Regions from separate parts of the Mus musculus genome. Here all the other regions are linked to region 1. A link is a contact called in public HiCAR-type, Micro-C and promoter capture Hi-C data. All regions are on one chromosome and are shown on one strand. Each heading gives the region's core, a stretch centred on a gene start, on an enhancer-like site or on the middle of the called end of the contact. The rest is flanking DNA. Distances are from core to core; before and after follow the strand shown. Region 1 holds the start of Rps6ka5 (ribosomal protein S6 kinase, polypeptide 5). Region 2 holds the start of Itpk1 (inositol 1,3,4-triphosphate 5/6 kinase). Region 3 holds the start of Eml5 (echinoderm microtubule associated protein like 5). Region 4 holds the start of Ttc8 (tetratricopeptide repeat domain 8). Region 5 holds the start of Golga5 (golgi autoantigen, golgin subfamily a, 5). Region 6 holds the start of Lgmn (legumain). Region 7 holds the start of Rin3 (Ras and Rab interactor 3).

Region 1 (2,838 bases), core at 218-2,717:
TTATAGAGTCAGAACCATCAAAACTGCAGTGCTTATACTGATAAATGAGAAGGCATGAATTTACATCTTATACTAAGTCATAAGACTGGCACCAAAGATACTAATGGGCAATCAAGAATTGTGGGTTGTAGTTAACTTTATCCATCTGTTTCAATCTGTTCCAAACAGCAGCAAGGTGGACCCGCTTTCTACCTGAAACCTGCCATTTGCCATTTGTGTCTACTTAATATAATGTGCCAAAGACTTAAGTGTCAAAAATCTTAAAACCACTGACACTAATAACTATCGATCCACTCTAACACATTCTCCATGCAGAAATGATAGTGTAAGGGGAGACCTGACTCCATGGGGCTGGGGAGACCCAAACTTTACCAATTGGTCCAGATAAGAATTTTCCAAAACAAACCCCGGAATTACACAATGAAAAAGCAAAAGTAAAAAGCTTAGCACACGGAGCTTTACTGATCTCCAGCACAGGGGATGCAAGCACTTAAGTCGCCTAGTGAAGCCTTTCACCCAAAACTTTACATTTATAGAGGCTGCTTGCCAAAAGACCTGGCAAATTTCAGAGAGTATAGTACTTCACGATAACTCTGAGAGAAAGGACTTAATTCCAGAGGACCACGAAGCCTTTTTCCTTCACCAGAGACTAACCGAGAACCAATACCCCTCTCGCAGGATCGCTGTCCCTTAGGGATGGTACAGACATACATACACACACAAACACACACACTCCCCTCACACCTGAACCATCCCAGGCAGAGGTGCAGGGTAAAGTGAGTTCAAGCTTCAAGCTCCATCACACACAGCTCCACACAGCTCACCTCTTGAGGGAAAGAGTACCTTTCCCTCGAGACAGCGTGTAGTGACAGATATGTCACCTATGCAGGAAAGGGGGCATAAAGGCATCTTCCCAGGCTGGGTCGGAAACTGGGGGCCCAGCAGGAGCAAACTTTCCTCTCCGTGCCCAGAGCCTCCCAGGACCCCCGGACTATTCCCCGCCCGCGAAGCCCCGCCCCGGGCCCGTCCCCCCCAGCCCGCGCCCCTTTTGGCCTGTGCGCGCACCCATGCCGGCTCTCAGGCGCGCCTCCGCGGCTGGCCCGGCCAGCAGAGGGCGGGGTCGCTCACCGGTCCGCAGCTCGTGCTTGACAGTAAGGAGCTGCTCGCCGCCGTCGCCGCTGTCCCCGCTGGTGCCCGCGCCGCCGCTGCCGCCGCCCTCCCCCTCCATCTTCACCCTCTTTCCGATCGCGCGGGTCGCTCTTAGGGGAACCTGATGGGACAGCAGACGCCCCGTCTCTCCACAGCTCCAGGAGCCGAGCTGCCGCAGCGCCACAACTCCGACACTGAGGCGAGTCTCTTTCCCGCTCTGGCCGTGCAGCTCCTCCGCCTCCTCCCCTCAGCGGGCACCGCTAGTACGGCACAACCCCGCGCCCTGCGCCTCCACCTCCTCCTCCAGGCCGCTCCTCCCACAGCCAGCCCAGGAGACAGCCCTGAGCCACCAGCGCTATTGGGCGCAGCGCGCGCGCGTCTGCCAGCGCCCGTTCCCATTGGGCGGCTAGTCCTGACGTTTCAGGAGCCGCCCCGCCCCGCTGCTCGAATTGTTGTTGCTTGGCGGGGAGGCAGGAGAGGGAGGAGCGCGAACGCTCCGATTGGCAAGACCCACGGAATGCCCCACCTACTCGCTTTGGTGCGCACGCGCAGGCAGGCCTTCCCTCTCCTGACCTCCCCAGAATGGTCACACCCCTTATTCCCAGCTTCGATCTGTTAGTAAACAGTATCTAGTAGTCAGGAGGCGCTCCGGACCTCTGATTGGCTACTGCGGAAAGAGGCGGGGAAAGACGATTGGACCGCTTGGTCCGCCAATCACAGTGGACAAAGGAGGGTCCTGGAGGGAAGCACTTGTCACCCACGTGTTTGCGCTCGCGCGCGTCTGAGGGTCCTAGGGAACGGCCCACAAATGTGTGACTGTCTGGAAGATGGCATGTCTTCGAATGATACTATTCTCTGTAGCACTAAATAAATTAAATGAATTTTGTGTTTAAATACAGGTAGGAGCCGGCAAGATGGTTCCGTGGGTAAAAGTGCTTGCGGCCAGACGTGGACAACCACAGTGCAGTTCCCATATAATGAAAAAGAACTAACATGTTGACCTCCGACCTCCACACAAGCTTTAATTAAGGGCATGTATCGCTCACACAAGGCAAAACTAAATTACGTTTAAAAATTAAATACAGGTAGCTCCTATACACAAAAAGTCAAGGTTCTGGCTCCGGATGAGAAATCTGAAATAATAACTTGTGGAGGTGGGGAGTGTAGCTCAGCCTAGCCTTGACCCCCTGGTACGTCTAGCACCACCTCCCAGTGCTGGAATTCGCAGTATGTGCCACCATGCCTTGCTTATGACATGCGGGAGATTGAACTCTCCAGCTTTATGAATGCTAGGCGAGCAGTCTACCAGTTAAACTACATCCTCATCCCAATTTTTCATGTTTAAGAAACTCAAAGAGTGTGGTGAATCATAAAATAAGATTCAATTTCTGCTCCTGAAAAGCTATTAACGGAACTCGAGAGATGGGCAACTTGTATACAGGCACAGGAAACTATAAAGAATTTAAACAAAACTGTGAACCAGTATTAAGCATTAGAGAATGGCACAGATGGCAACGATTATTCTCAAGGCTTTTAGGGCAAGGAGAAAATCTGGATAGCCAATTTAAAGGGCAAGTAAGACAAAACTGGAGACATTTCACACAGAGGTAAGCTGTGAGCCTAGGTCTAGAGGAGATCAAATGCTGGTGACCTAAGTAACAGGTAGGCTAAATGAAGTGTAAGGGAAAC
Region 2 (2,838 bases), core at 206-2,705, 2.0 Mb after region 1:
TTGTGAATTCTGGGCTGCACTGAACGCCCTGCCGACCGTGAAAAGCCTGCTTTCTCCTAAGAGGCCTGTCTGGGAGACTCAGCCAAACCCACAAGGGAACTATAAGGGGCGCAGAACCAGGGCCCCCTTATAAATAGGCATTATCCCATCCAGTTGTGGTCAAGGAGGGCCTGTAAGGCTTGCCTGGGGCAGAGAAGCAGCAGGCTCTTGGACAGCCATGAGGGGCAAGGCAGTGCTGCCAGGGCGGCCTCTATGTGCCAGCTCAGACTGCTAACTAACCCCTGTGCACCAAGGGATAATGGAAGCCCAACTGTTCAATTCTCCAAAATTCGGGGCACCCACCAGGGATGGAACTACAAGTGAAGTCCATTTTCAAAAGTCAAATCTACTAAGTGAAAAGACTACCTAACAAAAGGTTTCCACCCGGAGTTTGCAAAAGGCTTCGGGGATGGGGTGTGGGGGCTGGATTCTCTTAGGCTTTCATTGAGAAGCTGTAACCAATAGCTCTGCGGAGAGGCAAGGCACACCTGACTCTAGGAACCCAGCACTTCTGTAATGTATTAAGAGCAAGCTCCATCAAAGCCCTCGGTCTCTGCCACTGAAGCACCAGCGCAGGGAGAACGAGGTGCTCAGCCGGAATGGCAGAAGACAATTCTACCCTACGTGGGTCCACCCATCACTTTCTATGCTCTGCCACTCCTTGGCCCTGGGACTACAAGGCAGGTACCCCACCTCTCTGCTGGTAGGTGTCCCTCTTCTAAGACACGTGGCCCAGAATCACCATCCTGGCTAATTTGCGAGGCTGCTGCGAGGCTCTAATGAGACAGCAAATCACCACAGACAAGCCAAGTATCGCTACTCATTTCAACTGGGCTTAAGCCGGCTGATATGCAATGACAGCTTCAGGAGCCGTGCACACGCGAGGCACGTAGTAGGCTCCACACAAACGCCGGTATCCTGCTCTACTAAGGGGAAGAAGAGGGAGGAAGAAAAACACACCAGTCCAAAAGTACCCTCTAACCCCTGACTGCTGGCGTGGACTCCCCGATTTCCCGGGTCCCACCACCCTGGACGGCCAGGGATCTCCCGGCACGACCCCAGTGCACCTGAGAGCCGCGGTCCGAACCCAACGCCCACAGCGGCCACGCTCCCCTCGGACACAGCCCGCGGCCCCCCGCGGCCACCTTGCTGCTCCGAACCAGCCCTCAGCGCGCGCCGCTCCTTCCCGGGTCGCCGTCGTCTGCCCCGCGCCCGCCGAGGGTAACCAGGCTCGGGCCGCGGGGGTCCCCAAGCCGCGTCCCTCCTCACCTGCACAGCTCCGCGAAGGCCTGGAAATTGAGCTTCTTGACTTTCTTCTCGCTCAGCCAGTAGCCAACTCTCTTCCCTTTCAGGAAGGTCTGCATCTTCTTCCTCCTCGGCCCGGGAGCCTGGGTCCGGAGGAAATTGCCCACAGGCCGAGCGTGTGGGGCCGGCGCGCGCCGCGAGCGTGCGGGCACCTCCTCCGGCGGCGGCGGCGGGGACGCGGAGCGGGCTTCAGCGCGCGGTCCTACCGGGCGGGGCGGCGGGCGGGGCGGGCCGGGGCGGGGCGGCGGCTGGGGGGCGGAGGCTCAGCGCGCCGCGCCACTGGCTGGGCCCCGCGGGTGGGCGCGCCCCGCCGCCGCCCCGCCCCCTCCGCCCCGCGGGGCTCGCCCGCGCAGGGACGTGCGCCCCGCAGCACCGTGCGCCGCTCGAGGACTCTAGGGATCCCGGGCCGCCGCCCGAGACCGCACCCGAGCCTCGAGCCCGAGCTGGAGCACGCCCTCCCGCGGCGAGGGTTCGCCCGCGCGTGCCTCTCGGACGCGCGGGGACCCCCTCGGGGAGCGCGCCGCCGTGTCCCCCGCCCTTCCTGCCCCAGCGCCCGCGCACACGCCACGCACACGCGGGGCCTGGGGCAGAGCTCCCGGAGGAGGAAGCGCCGGTTACCGCCAGGGGGCGCCAATGAGTCTTAAAGGCGCCGCCGCTAGTGGCGGGGTGCTGGATGGTGGCCAGGGCAGAGTGGGGTGAGGGAGTCGTGGTGTGGGCGCCTTGTGTCTATCTTGGAGGGCGGCCAAACCACTGGGCTTCGTTGCTCCTTGGCAGCACAGCGGGGATTGCCCCCAGAGGCAATTCGTTGCAATTGTCCTGTACTATCTCCACAACTGCCCCAGGTTCACACTCTGGGGTCCCTTTCAGCGGAGGGAGAGAAGCAGCCAGAGTGCACATAGCATCTTCAGGAGAGCCTTTTCTTTGCTAGGTGAAGGGACGTAGCTCGGCGTCTGACTTAGTGCTTTGGATCCTCTGAGCCACCTGCTCTACCCCGGCCTATGGGACAGTACTTAGCATTCCAGCCATCTCCAGCCTATGCTTTAGGCATTGGGAGGAGAAATTGGAGGCTCTCCCCAGACACAGACAGGGAAAAAAAAATGGGTTCCCGTGTGTAAAGAAAGACATTTTATCTGGCTTTGGAAATAAAGACAATTTTTGAAGATCTGAGATGAGAAAAGGCTTGAAGAAATGAAAGCTGTTAGTAAAGTGACAGAAACGGGCCTTGACCAGACTTGAGGAGTTACACCAAGTCCCTTTTTCCGGCTTAGATCCTGACCTTGGGCAGTGTCCTTGGTCCCCCTTGGTTCAGTTTTAGCAAGAAACCTCCTGAGTCAGAAAAGTTCGCCATCCCTGGTATCAGATCACTGCGGCCTGTCTGCAGTAAGAATGCTGTCAAGTGGGGCTGCTGAGATGGCTCAGCTGGTAAGGGTACTTGTGGCCAAACCTGACAACGAGAGTTCTATTCTCCACAGCGTAGATGGAGAGAACTAAGTC
Region 3 (2,838 bases), core at 200-2,699, 1.8 Mb before region 1:
TAATACATTCGCTTTGTTGGAAGACAGAAATGTGCTTGAGGCAATAATCAATTCAAACGCTCCCAACTTTAACATTAGAGTTCGACTGAAATGTGGAAAATTACCCTTTATATGTACAGCTTACCAAACATCTCGGCCAACGTTAAGATTCAGATCAATAGAGAGCAAGATACTGTCACCCTGTGATTGAAATTACTAATAAGAAAGTAAACTTAAGGTTACTCTGATGAAGATAAACAGAATCGGAAATCGGTGTGGTAAAGGTTATTTCTCATAAAAGACATACCCTCCAAGTGCCTTCCAGCGTGCGAATTTTAACCTCTAGTGAATTGCCTTCCGAGTAACACATGAGTTTCTTTGCTATCTGCTGATAATTGCAGATAGTGAAATCTGAACTAATAACTACGGCCAAGAGTTGAGTACCGCAGAGCTTGGGTTAGTCTTCTGTCAAGTGTTTCCTTTCCCTAGCGAAATAAGATTTCCTTTTTAACAAGAAACCAATCACGGAGTCTAAACTCCTGATGTTGATGGAACGGAAAAGGTCACAAATCCAGTCAAGCGAAGGCCTGCGGAGCATCCGTAGGCTCGCTCCCCTAGAAAAGGGCGCTGCGGAAAGCGGAGTGGTAAGTGGGTGGGCTCCGAACCAGATAGATGCACATCGCTGTCCTGGGTGATGCCCCTTTGCGTGAACGGCCACGACTTCCAGAAGGACAGGCAGCTGCAAACTCCGAGGGCGCTCGGCAGGGGTGACAGCGGTCCCCCTCCCACCCCACCCCTCCGCCTCCCCGAGCCCGTACCTGATGATGTCGTCGCTGTGGCCGCGGAAGAACTTCTGCCGATGCTCCCGCGGACTATACACCACGCCGACCCCCGCCACGAAGTACACGATCTCCTTGGCCGCCGTGTAGTAGAGGTTGTTGCGGCACTGGTGGCCCCGGTAGCCGTACACCCACTCGAGCCGCAGGTGGCAGCTCGGGGCGCTCCGAGCCGCCATGTCGGTGCGCCCACCCGTCGCTGCGGCTCGGGCCCGCGGTCGCCGCCGGGGCTGGGTGACGAAAGCTCTCCCGCTGGCGGCCCGGACGCTCCTCTAAGCCGAGCCCGGCAGGTGCATCTCGCTTGCGTGGCCGCCGCAGCCGCCGCCGCCGCTTCAGCCCACGGGCGGGAGGAAAAGCCTCGCCTCACCGAACATGCTGAGGGCCGCGAGCGCCGCCGGCTGTCCGGGAGCCTCGCGCGTCTGGGAGCTCGCCGTGTCCCCTCAGCCCAGTGCCTTAGGCTGGAAGACAACCAAGCGAAGAGGGGGGACGGGGACGCGCCTCCAGCCCGCTTCTTCTCCGCCCGCCCCGCGCACCGGACTCCCCGCCCGGGTCACCTGCGGCGCTCCGGTCTAGCCGCTACCTCGCCTCCACAGCCCCGGCGGAGCCGCGCCGCGCGCTCCCGAGCCCAGCTGAGTGGCGGGAGGGCGGAGCCGCGCGGCCCCGCCCCTCCCCTGCGCTAGCCCCACCTCTCAGGTGGCCCCGCCCCTCCCGGAGTAGAGCGGAATCAGAGAGCTCCCTGCTCACCACCACCAGGCTGTGGTTAACGCCCCCCGCCCCCCCGCCCCCCCCCCCCACGCAGTCCTCCCTACCAAGATCTAAGCACCCGTTCCCACCCTCGCGAGACCTGGATTACCCCACCCAGATTTGGATTCCTGTTGCTGGGTTTGCTTGCTCAGGAATCTCTGGGGAATCCCGCTTGCCCTTAGACCTCAGCTATTTCATATGCCAATGAATAACACCAGAATAGAATGTTCACTTTATTCTTTAATCGCCTCCTCCATACCTTACATATACGTGTGTGTTTGCTTATCATGGTGCTCTCTGGTCCAGAAATTTGGCAAGAAGAAAACCTAACCTCGCAAATGTGCTTTTGACACATTAGATACACTGTCCTAATAAATAGTCCTGGATTTGTTACTACTGTTGTTCAACAGGCCTCAAACTCATAATCCTCCTGTTTTTGTCTCCTGAATGCTGAGATTACAAATGTGCATCACTGTCCCCACCAAAACTCCGAACCCACCCCCCCCCCCCACGCACCCCACCACCACCCACCCCCACCCCGCTGGCAGATCTTTCAGCTGCTGTTTTGGATAGCAGCAATTATCTCTTGATTAAAATGAAGAAGGGCATGTTTTAAAGTAATTGTGAAATCAGATGGCCTAAATAATTGTGATCAGGTAGACTACTCCTGGAAGAGATGTTGACTATGTAACATCTATGTATGCTTAGAAAAAATTAAATATTTGTTGCCGTACATCGTGAAATATTAATCACTAGCTACATATAATTTTTATGAGGTAGGGTGTAGAAGAATAAGAATTTCTCTCTGTACAGTTTTTTTTTCAACACAATGTTTTACAGATCCCATGGTACATATTTAAGAACTTCAGATTAATACTAGATTTAAATAATTTATTTTCCCATTATCATATTTTCCATTGCAATTTTTAATGACCCAAGGGTAGAGTTTGAAGCAAAAACATTCTTAATTAAGCCATCCTCAGATGACAACTTAAGACCAAAAGAGATGACGGAGGCACAGCGGTGGCTGGAAAGTGAACCATTCATGAATACTAAAGAGAGGAAAGCAAATCTCACCAGTTCTCTATGCGATCTGTTAGCAGGGTCATGGCAGAGAAGTCAGTCAAGCCTTTACCCTGGACAAGGTGTTACCGCTTTCTGAAAGTCATGCAACCAGACCCCAGATATGGATCAACAAGTAAACATCTGGTGAACCATTTACGTAAAAGAACAATAATCCTTTGGTAATCTGATGCCTCCTAGTCCAGTCTGAAGCTAC
Region 4 (2,838 bases), core at 191-2,690, 1.8 Mb before region 1:
AGTATTAATCATCACTATAAAACTTATAATCTTCATAATTAGTCACTTCCAAGATGCAAAAATTCTAGAAGGATTGCTTAGAAAATGAGACTAGAAATATTCACAATCCATTCCTTTGTTCTGAAATGTAGACGTCGGGTTGAAATCTGCAAAAGCTACCTGGGTTAAATATAATGTTTGCATTGTGATTCTCTAGTGGTTTCAGGAAACTGCAAAAGGTCTGTGTTTATTGATTGTTATCTGTGAGAGAAAGTGTAGACACCGTCAGAAAACTCTTCACTATTCAGATATTTTCTTCTGTCTTCCGTCATGGTAGGAAGGAGGCAGGAGGATGGTCTAAGAAGCCACCCCCAGACTCACCCCAGCCTCATTTCTGCATTATGGGCTCTTGCTGTTAGATATTTGTCATCTTTGTAAATGTGTAGAGGAAAGTCGGGCAGTGGTTCAATCAGTCAGAACCACTCTGGGCTGGGGATTTAGCTCAGTGATTTCAACAATAGAATCTTTATCTAGCGCGTGCCAAAACCCTGGACTCGGTCTTCTGCAGGGAAAGAATAAAAGCAAACAAAACCAAAACTCACTGCACACATGAAAACATTTGACAGACGACACGTGCCCATAAACGGGGTTTCAAAAGTTTATTTGTTGTATCTGGTGTCAAATACCTGTATGCACTGGCACTAGGGAGGCTGCACTGCAGATTAGCCTAGGCTGCATGGCAAGATCTTGAAACCAAAGAAAACAACCCAAACCAAAGGAAAACCAAAACAATACAGCAACAACAAATCTCCCTTTCCATACATTATCTACTTTGGAAGAAATGCCCTCAATCTGTAAATTATAGTCTCGCCTCCTTAACTCCAAACAAGTGAAGCAAATAATTTCTCTTTTTGGAGCCTATCTCATCTTCTCATCTGTAAAATGAGTGTATTGGACTAAGCAAGCTCTCAAATCCCTTGCAATTTGAACACTGCCGTGAGACGGAAAAATACTGTAGAGGTTTTGGATTTAGGGCACAGGAGAAACTGTTTCCGCATTTATGTTTCTAGAGTCAGAAATATGACAGCAGTAGGAATGCGCGAAGTGGGGCGTAGTGAGACAGGAGACACAACCCGGGTCAATTTAGGTGGGCTTTTTTTTTTTTTTTTTTTGGCACTTACAGGGTAAGCAACCGGATGGTTGCTAGGCAACTGCATCTCTCGTTAGCACGGAGGACCCTGTCCGAGGTGTCTAAGTCACTACCTGTTTCTTTTAAAGGCTTGGTGGCTTTTCAAAGTTAATGCAATCTATTGTCATTAAAAGAACACTTTTTTGCCAGCAATTCTTTGCAAACTCTCTGGCTGAGGTCGGCTCTCAGAGGCTTTCCCGTCCCCTGTTTTCAGGCGCGCTGCGGACACCTCCTTAGCCAGGCCCCGCCGTTGCGCGTTGCTCAGCAAAGCCAGACGCCTCCCGCTCGCTGCTCCCGAACCCCGCCCTCCCCGGGCCGGGCTCTGGGTACAGGGCCTCTGGGTTCCTTGAGGGTTGTCCCGGACCACCATGGGCTCAGAGATGGAGCCACTGCTCCGGGCCTGGAGCTATTTTAGACGCAGGAAGTTCCAGCTCTGCGCCGATCTATGCACGCAGATGCTGGAGAAATCCCCTTATGATCAGGTACCTGGCCGGCCCCAGGCAGTCTGTGGATCCTCTTTGCTGAGGCCATGGGCTCAGGGCGGGATCCCTCTGTCCCCTGAGGGAGGCCCGGGAGGAGGGCCCAAGAAGAAGTTGCCTGTGTAATCCGCAAAGGCACCTGGAGCGAGACTCTTTGGAATCCTGGACAGTAGGTCCCTGCCTTTTGCATCCCCTGGGAATCCTGAGTCCTGTGCTTTGACAGCTCCTGCTATAAACTTCAGCACACCTTTTTCAGAATTAGTTATATTTAAAGGGACTCTGTTAAGTTTGTGAGGGGCTTTGATAGTTCATTGGTCATTCACTGGTCACACTCCTAACTTGGTTGATTTCTAAAAAGGAAAATATATATGTGAACAAAGACTTGAGATGCAGCCGCCTTTAAACACAGCTGTCTTTTGGTCCAGATAGTGAAGCACGCGATCTACCGCATTTTTAGACCTCTGTCCAAGTGTGAAGGAACTTTTGTTTCTGAGTCATGAATTCAACTGGAGGCAAGATAGAAGAATGAGAATGTAGATGAGGGAAGGATATATTTATTTTTAAAGAAACTACCTGGGCAAGAGAAACTTTTCTTGTAGGAGGGAAATATAAGACAGAAGAAGACCTGATAGCCTTGGTTAGAAGGACATATAACAGTTCAACATGAAGGTATACTCCTGTACAGCAAGGGGATCAGTAGTTCAAAGCCATGCTCAGCTAGGTAGAGAGTTCAAGGCCAGCCTGGTGAGCTAAAGGAGAACCTGTCTTTAAAGGGGATCGGGCAAAAGGGAACTTAATAAATACAGCATTATTGTGTATAATGAATGCAAAGGTCAATAATGAATGGGGGAGGTATCACGAACATTATCATTGAATAAATAGCCCCTGGAAGAGGCGAGAAGAAAAACAGGAGCCTAAGAGTAGAGTTGTGCCAGTTTGGCAGTGCTTTTAGGTACATGCACAGTGTATTGTACCTATTCAGACCCTGGTTTTCTTGCTTTCCCTCTAGTGGTGTTGCCTTGGAGTTGTTAGGAAAGAAAGGGAAAGCTAGAAAAGCCTGAGTGTGAAGGTTGTTCCTGGACTCTGCTGCTCTCTGAGCGAATGGATGAAGGATGCTCAAATAAATGGTCATAGGCGTCCGGCAGAACAAACTGTATTGGTGGTGATTCTAGAAGTGTTGTTATTATTCAT
Region 5 (2,838 bases), core at 226-2,725, 1.7 Mb after region 1:
ATGCAGAGACAATAAAAATTTGAGTCTAGGGGCACAGACTTTGGAGTGAGATGGACACCTCCCTTTTAAGGACAGATAATATTGGAACCAGATTATTTAACATCTCTGAGTCTTAGTTTCCTCAATGCCCAAACGCACTTACTTGAGAATTTACCATAGGCTTTTCAGTTGGCGAAATTAGCCTGGTCCTGTTTACCCAGTAGATGTAGCCTTCAGTGAATTATTGAACACAGATTTTCTTTTTAAAAACCCATTTCAAAAAGTCTGTGAGCTGTATGCAAAATATAACTATAGCACTATTGAATAATAGTCTCAGTTCAAGTTATCTTTTCTACAAGGAACCCTCACAAACTGACTTATTTTCCTACCTCGGGATACTTCTCCCTGTTTCTCTTGGTTTACAAAAGGCTCTGAACTATTGTTGATTCATTAGTTTAGGCAAAATCCATCTCTGTCACTTGAAAGCAGGTTCTTTTTAAAAAATTGTATTCTTTTATTTTTTTTCTTATACTATTTTATGTATTTACATTCCAAATGTTGCCCCCCTTACTGGTCCCCCCTTCCCGAGTTCTTCACCCCATCCCTTTAAATTGTATTCTTTTTTTCTTTTAAAGATTTATTTCATTTATATGAGTACACTGTAGCTGCCCTCAGGCACACCAGGAGAGGGCACCAGATCCCATCCCATTACAGTTGGTTGTGAGCCATTGACCTCAGGACCTCTGGAAGAGCAAGCAGCCAGTGCTCTTAACCACTGAGCCACCTCTCCAGCCCTTGTATTTTTTTTTTAATTGGATATTTTTTTTGTTTACATTTCAAATGTTATCCCCTTTCCCAGTTTTTTTAAAATTAGGTATTTTTCTCATTTACATTTCCAATGCTATCCCAAAAAGTCCCCCATACCCTCCCACCCACTCCCACTTTTTGGCCCTGGCGTTCCCTTGTACTGGGCATATAAAGTTTGCAAGTCCAATGGGCCTCTCTTTCCAGTGATGGCCGACTAGGCCATCTTTTGATACATATGCAGCTAGAGTCAAGAGCTCCGGGGTACTGTTAGTTCATAATGTTGTTCCACAGCCCTTGTATTTTTAATTTGTGTGTGTGTGTGTGTGTGTGTGTGTGTGTGTGTGTGCTTTGTGAATGAACTCAGAACTCAGAACTCAGGCCGTTAGTCCTGGCTATTTATCTATGTACTCTATTTACTGAACCATCCCACAGGCCCAGGGATTAGACAGTTCCAGTCTCTGCCTCGAAATCCTCACGTGTAAAACTTTTGAAAGGGAGGAGGAGCTCAGAGGCCTGGGCCGGCTCATGCCCCGCCCAGTTTGGCTTGGGCCCGCCCCTGTGGTGCTCGGGACCCTGCCCCCCGTTGTGGGCGTGCTCCGCAATGTTGTGGAGGCCGCGTGCCGGCGGCGTTACGTCACACGCACGCTGGCGCGGCACCCGGTTCGGCGGCAGACGGAAGGGGGCGTGGCCTGGCGCTAGGGCCCCGCGGCCGCCGGCGCCGCCGCCTGAGTGACCTGCTAGGCGGCCGGCGGCGCTCAGCTTCCGGCCACTCAGGCAGCTCGTTGGCCACTCTGTTTTGAGGTCCTCGCCGCCCTTCCACGTCTCCCGGAAGAGCTAGCCGGCAGGTCCGGGAGCAGCGGGCTGCTGTGGCGGCCCGGGCGGGCGACGAGGCCGCGGTGCTGCCGCTCGGCGTCCTCAGGTGAGGCGCGACCAGGCCGCGGGCGGGACGGCTTGGCCTGCGGGACCCGGTCTCCGCCTTTCCCGAGCGCTGTCGTGCTCGTCTTCGCTCAGGGACAAGGAAGGGGATGCCAGAGCCCCGTAGCCTCCGGATACCGAGGCTGACCCGCCCTCCACCCCGACTCTGCTCTGGGGACCCAGTACGATGTGTTCTCGCCTCTCGGGGACCCGTGGTCACACCGCCGGGCCTGACCCCTGACCCCCGCCTCTGTGTGACATCTGACCTTCCCGGTGGCTTTGCACCACGGGAAGTCCCCTCTTGGAGTCTGTCACTGAGATAAGAGCTCAGGTTTAGTGTCTACGATCCACGTGAAAGATATGTTTTAAAGCCCCGTTAACTTTCAGATGGGAGGCAAGACATTAATTGTCTTCAGGCTTTTTTTTATTAGGAGAGCTACTTTTCTCTCGCTCATCACTAATTTTTACATCGAGCTTGTGTAACGTTTTATAAGTCAGAAGGCATGTTACATTCCTTTTTCATTTGGTTTCTCATAAATTGAAATACACACTTAAATGGGTTTCCTAAAGAGTGTGTTGAAACAGTTAACTTCCGACGAGGTTAGAGCGGAGAGGTTAAAAGGTGGGTTTACCTCTAGGTTGACCTAGATTCCAGTGTCTGAGGTGCCATCGAAGTTCCAGGATCTTTCTAAGCCATATCCATCTTTATTTGTTTCTAAAGGACTTTACAGTTTGCCATATAATGTAGCTGAGCATTATGTTACTATATTATTTTTATTATTTTATTTTTATATTATATTATTTTTAGTGATAGTGTTTGCACAACACTTGACATATAAGGATGAATTACTTCAGTAGTGTTTCTAGGAGTGCCTGTGTGTGGGCTAGAATTGGAATTTATCATTGAGCAAACCAGGCATTGTGTGTATCCACCCACTCCCCCTTCCCCAGCAGGGAGAGACATGTTTTAAAACAACAGTTGCAACAACCTGAAGCAGTGTAAGGCAAAAGAAGGGCATGCACACAGAATAAAAAGACCTAGCATAGAAGGGAAGGAAAGACAACTCTGATGCCAATTTAGTGAAGAAAGCCCAAGATCTAATAGTTCCAAGCCAAAGGGACACTGACCACATTCAA
Region 6 (2,838 bases), core at 155-2,654, 1.7 Mb after region 1:
CACATATGTCCAAGAATGTGTCCCCATCAATAAACAGTGTCTTGGGCATGGTGTAGTCTCTCTCTTCCTACCACTGCTCTAACTCCCCTGGGGGTGACTGTGGTGCCCTTCTGGTCTTCAGTGTGACCTCCTCTAACACTTTCTACCCTACAAACCCGATAAGGTAAAGAGAAATCTACACTAAAAGCAGCTCACTGGGTATTCAGGACAACACCTAAATTCCCCACCCCACTAAAGGGCATTTGAGATACACGTGACATCCTCCTGCATCAATTCACTCCACACATGTAATCCCTTAATCCAAACAGGCTCCACAATCCCAGGTCCAAAAAACGCTGTTCACAACTTCACCTTGCTGTTCTCCAGGTAATGCACACCCCTCCTCCGACCCACTAGCCACTCCCTATCTCCATGGCTCCAACTTCACCCCTCTCCCCTCCACACCAAGTCCTAGTTCCTCCCAAATGAGGTTTGGGTGTTGTCTCTGTACACAAAGGACTATCTCTACCCCCAACAAAATAAATTCGTCTCAAAAATCTTTGCAAAGAACACAGCATGGTGCCCCAACCCTGTAATTCTGGCCTTCAGAAAGCTGAGGCAGGAGGGTCGCTGAATTCAAAAACCAACCTCATGGCTACATGTTGAGTTTGAGGAGGCTGTCTCAAAGCAAAGAAAAGCTTACCTTACTTACTCCAGCCCAATAAATATTTGGTTTGCAGACCCAGAGTAAAGAATATTCCATAGGGCATACAGCTGTAGACCACAGGGCGAGTTTCAAATCCTGACCACTCATTTTCATCTATAAAATGGACCACGTGACAGACATTCCATCCTCCAGCCCTTAGGGTCTACTGTACTTAACACAAAATAATCCTAACCCTATGGGGCCAGGGACCACAAAGGCTAGCTTTCACTATCAAGGAGCATGTGAGCCTCCCTGAAACCCACTAGCTCTCGCCAGGAATATTTGGGGTATTCCTGTCGGGGTGTTTTTGTTCAGATCGGGAATCGCCCCTGTCTACTGGTGTACTGATTCAAGTTAAAAACATCAACAACAAACCCGGGACTCTGCCAAGAGCTGCCTGGCTGTGAAACCTTAGTAAACCGACTCCTCCTCCTGCCTCAGTTTCGCCCTCCAGGGCAACCCGCCGTTCCAGCAAAGCACACTCGCGACACAAACAAGTCTCCGGCTAGGAGCTTTCAGAAGGGAAATATTACTCAGAAAGGGTCGAGGGATGGAAAGCCTAGCCAAAAACCGCTAAGTCACCTCTCATGGGGCGCGGGTCCTCCCCGGGGTCCCCGATTACCTGGGCGGGTGATCGCCGCGGTGACTGCAGAACCGTGGGAATTCCGGGCGTCGCGCAGACTCAGAGCAGCCACCTCTAGAGTCCGCCCCGCTGTGATTGAGCTGCGGCAACACAGATCGCTGAGCCCGGGCTACCTGCGCAGCCTGATTTGTGCAGCCTCGGAGTGTGGCGTATAAGGAAACCAATAGAAGCTGAGACTGAGGCCGGCAAGCCAGAAAGACTACGAATCCCAGTGTGCGTGGGCGGGGCTTCGGACCCTGTGGGCGGAGCTTTAGGGCCCTGTGGTCAGAGGTTGGGGCTGCGTCTTCTCAATGAGCTAGGCATGAGCACCTAGGTGTCTGGGGACTCTACGGACAGTGAGTGAGAAGTCGCGCGAACTAACTGGTCTCCAGCCTTGTCAGCGCACTGGACCTACGGATGCTACCCCGTAGTCCACCCACAACAAAGGACTGTTGTTTTGGGGTTTTTTTTGGTCTGCCTTGGCCTATGATCACAACACCCACCCCACCCCCAACCTCCAGAAATGTATGGCCACCCCAGCTCTACAGACAAGACATCTGACAAAATCAAGGAGCTTAATTTTTTTCAGGCTCCCAAGACACTTTCAGTGGCGGAAGCTAACCTTAGTAGTCTGGTTCCTGAATGCTAAAATCCTAATTCCCTGTCACGTCCCAAGTGTTCGGTGTCACAGTGAGCTGGAGAGGAAGTAAAATACTCTATATGCAAGTTCCAGAAGCTGGTGCTCAGTGAATGAGTTGGATGGAGTTGTGACAGAGTTCATGTAGTCTTGCCCGAGTATACCAGGACCCAAAACAGGGCCAACTCATTTGGCCTGGGGCTTACTGGTCAAGCTAGACTGCTGGCCAGTGAATCCAGGAGATCAGCTGTGTCTTTCTCCCTAATGGTCACACAAGTTTGTTACACTTTGAGCCATTCCCCACCCCACCCCCCGTCCCTGAATCTTTCCCCCTCCTCCCCCCAAGTCTTAGGCCTGGCAACCCACAGCAGGTCTGCTCCCTATCTCGGTTAATAAGATCATAGCCGCATCTGCCAGCTTAGTATTATCTCTGGCCATGTTTGCAGACAAGGAGAGTTGAATCATTGTGAGAGACTGTAAGGGCAGCAAAATGAAGATAACAACGGACACTTGGAAGAAAACATTTGCTGTCACTGACCTTAGCATACGGCCACATGGCCTAGGATCACAGCTTGGAGGTGACCTTGGGCTTCAAGTCAAAACCCTATGATGAAACATGCCTTCCGGTCTTCCACCGTGAGTATTTGAAGCACATTCATGGACTCACTGAACATATTTACCAGGCCCCTTTAAGTGCCACACATAGCCAAGTATTGAGATAAATAGGATTTTATTTCTTCCCCTTGGGCATTAGAAATGTGTCCTTAGCCACTTCCTATCTCACCCAAAATAAAAGGTAAACTTTGACGGTTAGGCCTTAATAATGAAAGGGACATCCTGGCCTGTGGCCTGATGTGTTCAGACAAAGGACCTGGGAAAACCTTTTCCCTCCCT
Region 7 (2,838 bases), core at 153-2,652, 1.6 Mb after region 1:
TTGTTTGTATTTCTTTTCTTTCTTTCTTTCTTCCTTCAACATAGGGCCTCTCAGACACATGCCAGGCAACCATTCTACCTCTGAACTCTAGCTCCAGCTCTGGATAACACAAATAAAGGCTGATATGAACAGTCATATATAAGGTTTTGCATGGACACACTATGATAGATAGCTTTAATTTGTCAACTTGACACAACCTAGAATCACTGAGAAGAAATTCTCAGTAAGGGATTGTCTGCATTTAGTTAGGCCTATGAGTATGCTGGTGAGGGACTGTCTTACTTAAGTTATTGGTGCGGGAAGACTCAACCCACTGTGGGCAGCACCATTCCCTATACAGGGTGCCCTGAACTATGTAAGAGTGGAGAAAGTGAGCTGATCACAAGCCAGGTAAACATGGTTACATTCATTTCTCTTTGCTCTGGATGTCATGTGACCAGCTTTTTGACATCCCCCCCCTCCCCCTGCCTTGACTTCCCCATAATGAACTGTAACCTGGAATTGAAAGCTGAAATAAGCCCCTTTGGGTACGTAGTTTCCCCTTCTGAGGAACTGCCAAGGCTGCTTCCCAAATCAGCTGGCCCATTTACCACTCCCAGCAGGAGACTGTTAACTAAGCCTTTCCTCTCACTTCCACAGGCTGATTTGGAGGAAATGCCAAAAGAGAAGTGGTTGTGAGGGTGTGTGGACACTCTAGCACTCCTGTGTAATCGTGGGTAGAGGCCAAGGATGTGGATGGAAGTTGGGTTACTCCTACAATGCACAATGCACAAGACAGTCCCAAGCACAAAACATTTAATCTGTCCCCAGCAGTCTAAATAATGCCCAGGCTGGGAATGAATTAAACAAGGTGATATCTTGAGGTCCGCTATTACCTGGTCTCACAGGCTTAGCTAGCTCAGGAGACATTTTTGAGTGTCTGGGCGCTTAAAAAAGGAGGCATTACGACTCGCGGTTGTTGTGTAAGCTAGCAAGTTTTCTCCTTTAGTCTCTCACTGGGTGCTGTACTCAGCACAGGTGCCTTAGATGTCAGGCTTCATGGACGATATCTGCTTTGTTAAACAGTGATCTTATCAACAGAGAAGGTATCAAGGAGAGACAGGATGGCCACCTGTCAGGGACGTGGAGGAGGTGCCCCGCCTTGGGGGCGGGAGTGGGTATGGGTCGTGGCTCCCCCGGGATGAAGGAGGTCCCATTTGGGCCGTGGGCCTCGTCACCTGCCAGCCCTGAGTGCCTTGCTATCCGGTGCCAACTTGGAGACTTTCCTGTGAGTTTCGCTCGCAGGCTCCGGGCGGCCACAGTCCGTGCTGTCCTCGACCCCGGCACCGCCCGCCGCCAGGCCCGGCCCTAGGGGCGCGGCCCGGCTTCCGCGCGCCCCAGGGGGCTCCCTGCTACGAGCAGCCACGGCCGAATGGCTTCTGACAAAAAACCCTTGACCACCAAGGCCGGCCTCTTCCTGCGAGCCCCGCGCGCTGCGATCCAGGAAGTGGAAGGCAGCGGCCCCGCGCTTCCCCACTGGGCGCGCGGCTGGCGGCGGCGCCCAGCCCGGCCCTCGGCGAGGGACAGCGCCAGCGCCACGCGGAGGTCGCTGCGTCCCCAATCGCCTGCCCCACGATGCGACGCGCCGAAGCGCCCTCGAGCGCCCACCCTGCCGGGTAAGTGGCAACCCGTGCCCGCCGCTCCCCAGGTGGCCCGCGTCCTGCCTCTTTTGCTCAGCTTGATCCCCGAGAGCCCTGGGTGCTCCGGATAGGGCTACGGGACGTCGTGGATGTCATGCTGAAATGAACACCCCCCACGAGCGTGCGGATCCCCCAGCAGGGACTAAGGGTGAAACTAGGTTCTGCAAGGAAAGGGGGCGGCCTTGGTGACTGCCGAACTTGGCCAAACTTTCAAATCCAGACTTTGTTAGCGGGGGGGGGGGGGGGGGGGGGGGGAAGCAGTGCACAATGTGCGGCTGGGAGGGTTTGGTGTGTTCGAGCCCGAGATGTCCGTGTAGCCATGGCTCTAGCCTAGGCTGAACTTTGGATGCAAGCACTCGCTGCCCTGGCCCAGCCAGCCCCATGCACCACGAAGCACCGCTGCTCTGCCTAAACCCCAGCTTGCGCCCTCAGGTTCTGGGACCGAGAGTGGGGGTGGGGGCGGGGGTGGGGAGTAGGGTGGTAGATAAGAAGCACCTACAACTTTAGGCAGGCCCATCCAGCAGCTAACTCTCTGCCTGGAGGATTGAGGCGCCACCAGATCCCATCTGCCACCCCACTGGATCGGCTGGGGACCTTTGGACTGGCCTTTGAAGAGCCTGGTGTGTGAGGAGGGTCTAGAGTGCTCGGGTGCAAATGATTGGCGGGATACCCAGACGCAGATGCAGTCTGAAGTGTGTGAAATTAAATGGCTTGGGAACAACCATTCGGAAGGGATTCCTACTTTTGTGCTCTTCCCTACCCCCCACCTCAAGACCTGGAACACTGCCCAGAGCTACACAAGGTTGGGAATGTCCTGTCATCCCGCCCAGCCCAGTCCTAAGAGAAGATCGGGAAGGGTGGGGTTTGAAGCTGCACCGAGTAGAAAGCGATTTCTGCGAAAGTCTTCTAGCACTTTCTGAGGTGCCATGGATGATGGACGAATCTGGGGTACCATACTTTTTGTATTTCCGTTTAAAAGTCCCGGGCCTGATCCCGGATGAATTCCCGTGGCTGCCTGTTTTAATTCTGTGACCTCATCTCTTTGAGCTTCCACTCTTTAGAACAGGAACGCTATCTGTACACATCTTGTACTCTCCAGGGTTTGGGAACAGTAGGGTGTAACTGGCCCCCATTCGGATAGGAGGGACTGGGATTGTCC

What was found. Promoter capture Hi-C pulls out the DNA fragments that hold promoters and counts their contacts. Hi-C and Micro-C count contacts between places; a contact is called where the count stands out from the background. HiCAR-type assays count read pairs that join an accessible place to other places. Capture Hi-C pulls out chosen DNA fragments and counts their contacts.
Region 2: a contact with region 1 is called in a Micro-C map of embryonic stem cells, with 6 times the contacts expected there. The contact joins the promoter of Itpk1 here to the promoter of Rps6ka5 in region 1.
Region 3: a contact with region 1 is called in a promoter capture Hi-C map of liver, with 2.5 times the contacts expected there. The contact joins the promoter of Eml5 here to the promoter of Rps6ka5 in region 1. A contact is called at or near these places in 3 of 39 promoter capture datasets (embryonic stem cells, liver and pre-B cells), 2 of 484 Hi-C or Micro-C datasets (CD4 T cells and muscle stem cells), 1 of 115 datasets of contacts at active chromatin or transcription factors (astrocytes) and 2 of 9 other capture datasets (adipose tissue and liver).
Region 4: a contact with region 1 is called in a HiCAR-type map of astrocytes, with 3 times the contacts expected there. The contact joins the promoter of Ttc8 here to the promoter of Rps6ka5 in region 1. A contact is called at or near these places in 2 of 39 promoter capture datasets (liver and pre-B cells) and 1 of 115 datasets of contacts at active chromatin or transcription factors (astrocytes).
Region 5: a contact with region 1 is called in a promoter capture Hi-C map of liver, with 4 times the contacts expected there. The contact joins the promoter of Golga5 here to the promoter of Rps6ka5 in region 1. A contact is called at or near these places in 4 of 39 promoter capture datasets (hippocampal neurons, liver and pre-B cells) and 1 of 115 datasets of contacts at active chromatin or transcription factors (microglia).
Region 6: a promoter capture Hi-C map of liver shows a contact between it and region 1, with 2.6 times the contacts expected there. The contact joins the promoter of Lgmn here to the promoter of Rps6ka5 in region 1. A contact is called at or near these places in 8 of 39 promoter capture datasets (the 3T3-L1 cell line, 3T3-L1-derived adipocytes, the C10 cell line and 4 more).
Region 7: a contact with region 1 is called in a promoter capture Hi-C map of liver, with 5 times the contacts expected there. The contact joins the promoter of Rin3 here to the promoter of Rps6ka5 in region 1. A contact is called at or near these places in 2 of 39 promoter capture datasets (liver and pre-B cells).

What each region holds. Positions count from the first base shown.
Region 1 is chr12:100,723,653-100,726,490 of GRCm38.p6, forward strand. It overlaps Rps6ka5 (ribosomal protein S6 kinase, polypeptide 5), which reads right to left and starts at 1,468. Exons shown (of 17, transcript NM_001330702.1): 1 at 1,129-1,468. The coding sequence starts at 1,228.
Region 2 is chr12:102,703,414-102,706,251 of GRCm38.p6, forward strand. Itpk1 (inositol 1,3,4-triphosphate 5/6 kinase) reads right to left here and starts at 1,456. Exons shown (of 10, transcript NM_172584.3): 1 at 1,309-1,456. The coding sequence starts at 1,403.
Region 3 is chr12:98,900,035-98,902,872 of GRCm38.p6, forward strand. It overlaps Eml5 (echinoderm microtubule associated protein like 5), which reads right to left and starts at 1,450. Exons shown (of 44, transcript NM_001081191.1): 1 at 798-1,450. The coding sequence starts at 994.
Region 4 is chr12:98,919,134-98,921,971 of GRCm38.p6, forward strand. Ttc8 (tetratricopeptide repeat domain 8) reads left to right here and starts at 1,441. Exons shown (of 14, transcript NM_029553.4): 1 at 1,441-1,650. The coding sequence starts at 1,537.
Region 5 is chr12:102,467,659-102,470,496 of GRCm38.p6, forward strand. Golga5 (golgi autoantigen, golgin subfamily a, 5) reads left to right here and starts at 1,476. Exons shown (of 13, transcript NM_001199004.1): 1 at 1,476-1,705. It overlaps Gm30198 (a long non-coding RNA gene), which reads left to right. Exons shown (of 3, transcript XR_381856.1): 3 at 1-218.
Region 6 is chr12:102,438,324-102,441,161 of GRCm38.p6, forward strand. Lgmn (legumain) reads right to left here and starts at 1,405. Exons shown (of 14, transcript NM_011175.4): 1 at 1,308-1,405.
Region 7 is chr12:102,281,672-102,284,509 of GRCm38.p6, forward strand. It overlaps Rin3 (Ras and Rab interactor 3), which reads left to right and starts at 1,403. Exons shown (of 10, transcript NM_177620.4): 1 at 1,403-1,655. The coding sequence starts at 1,615.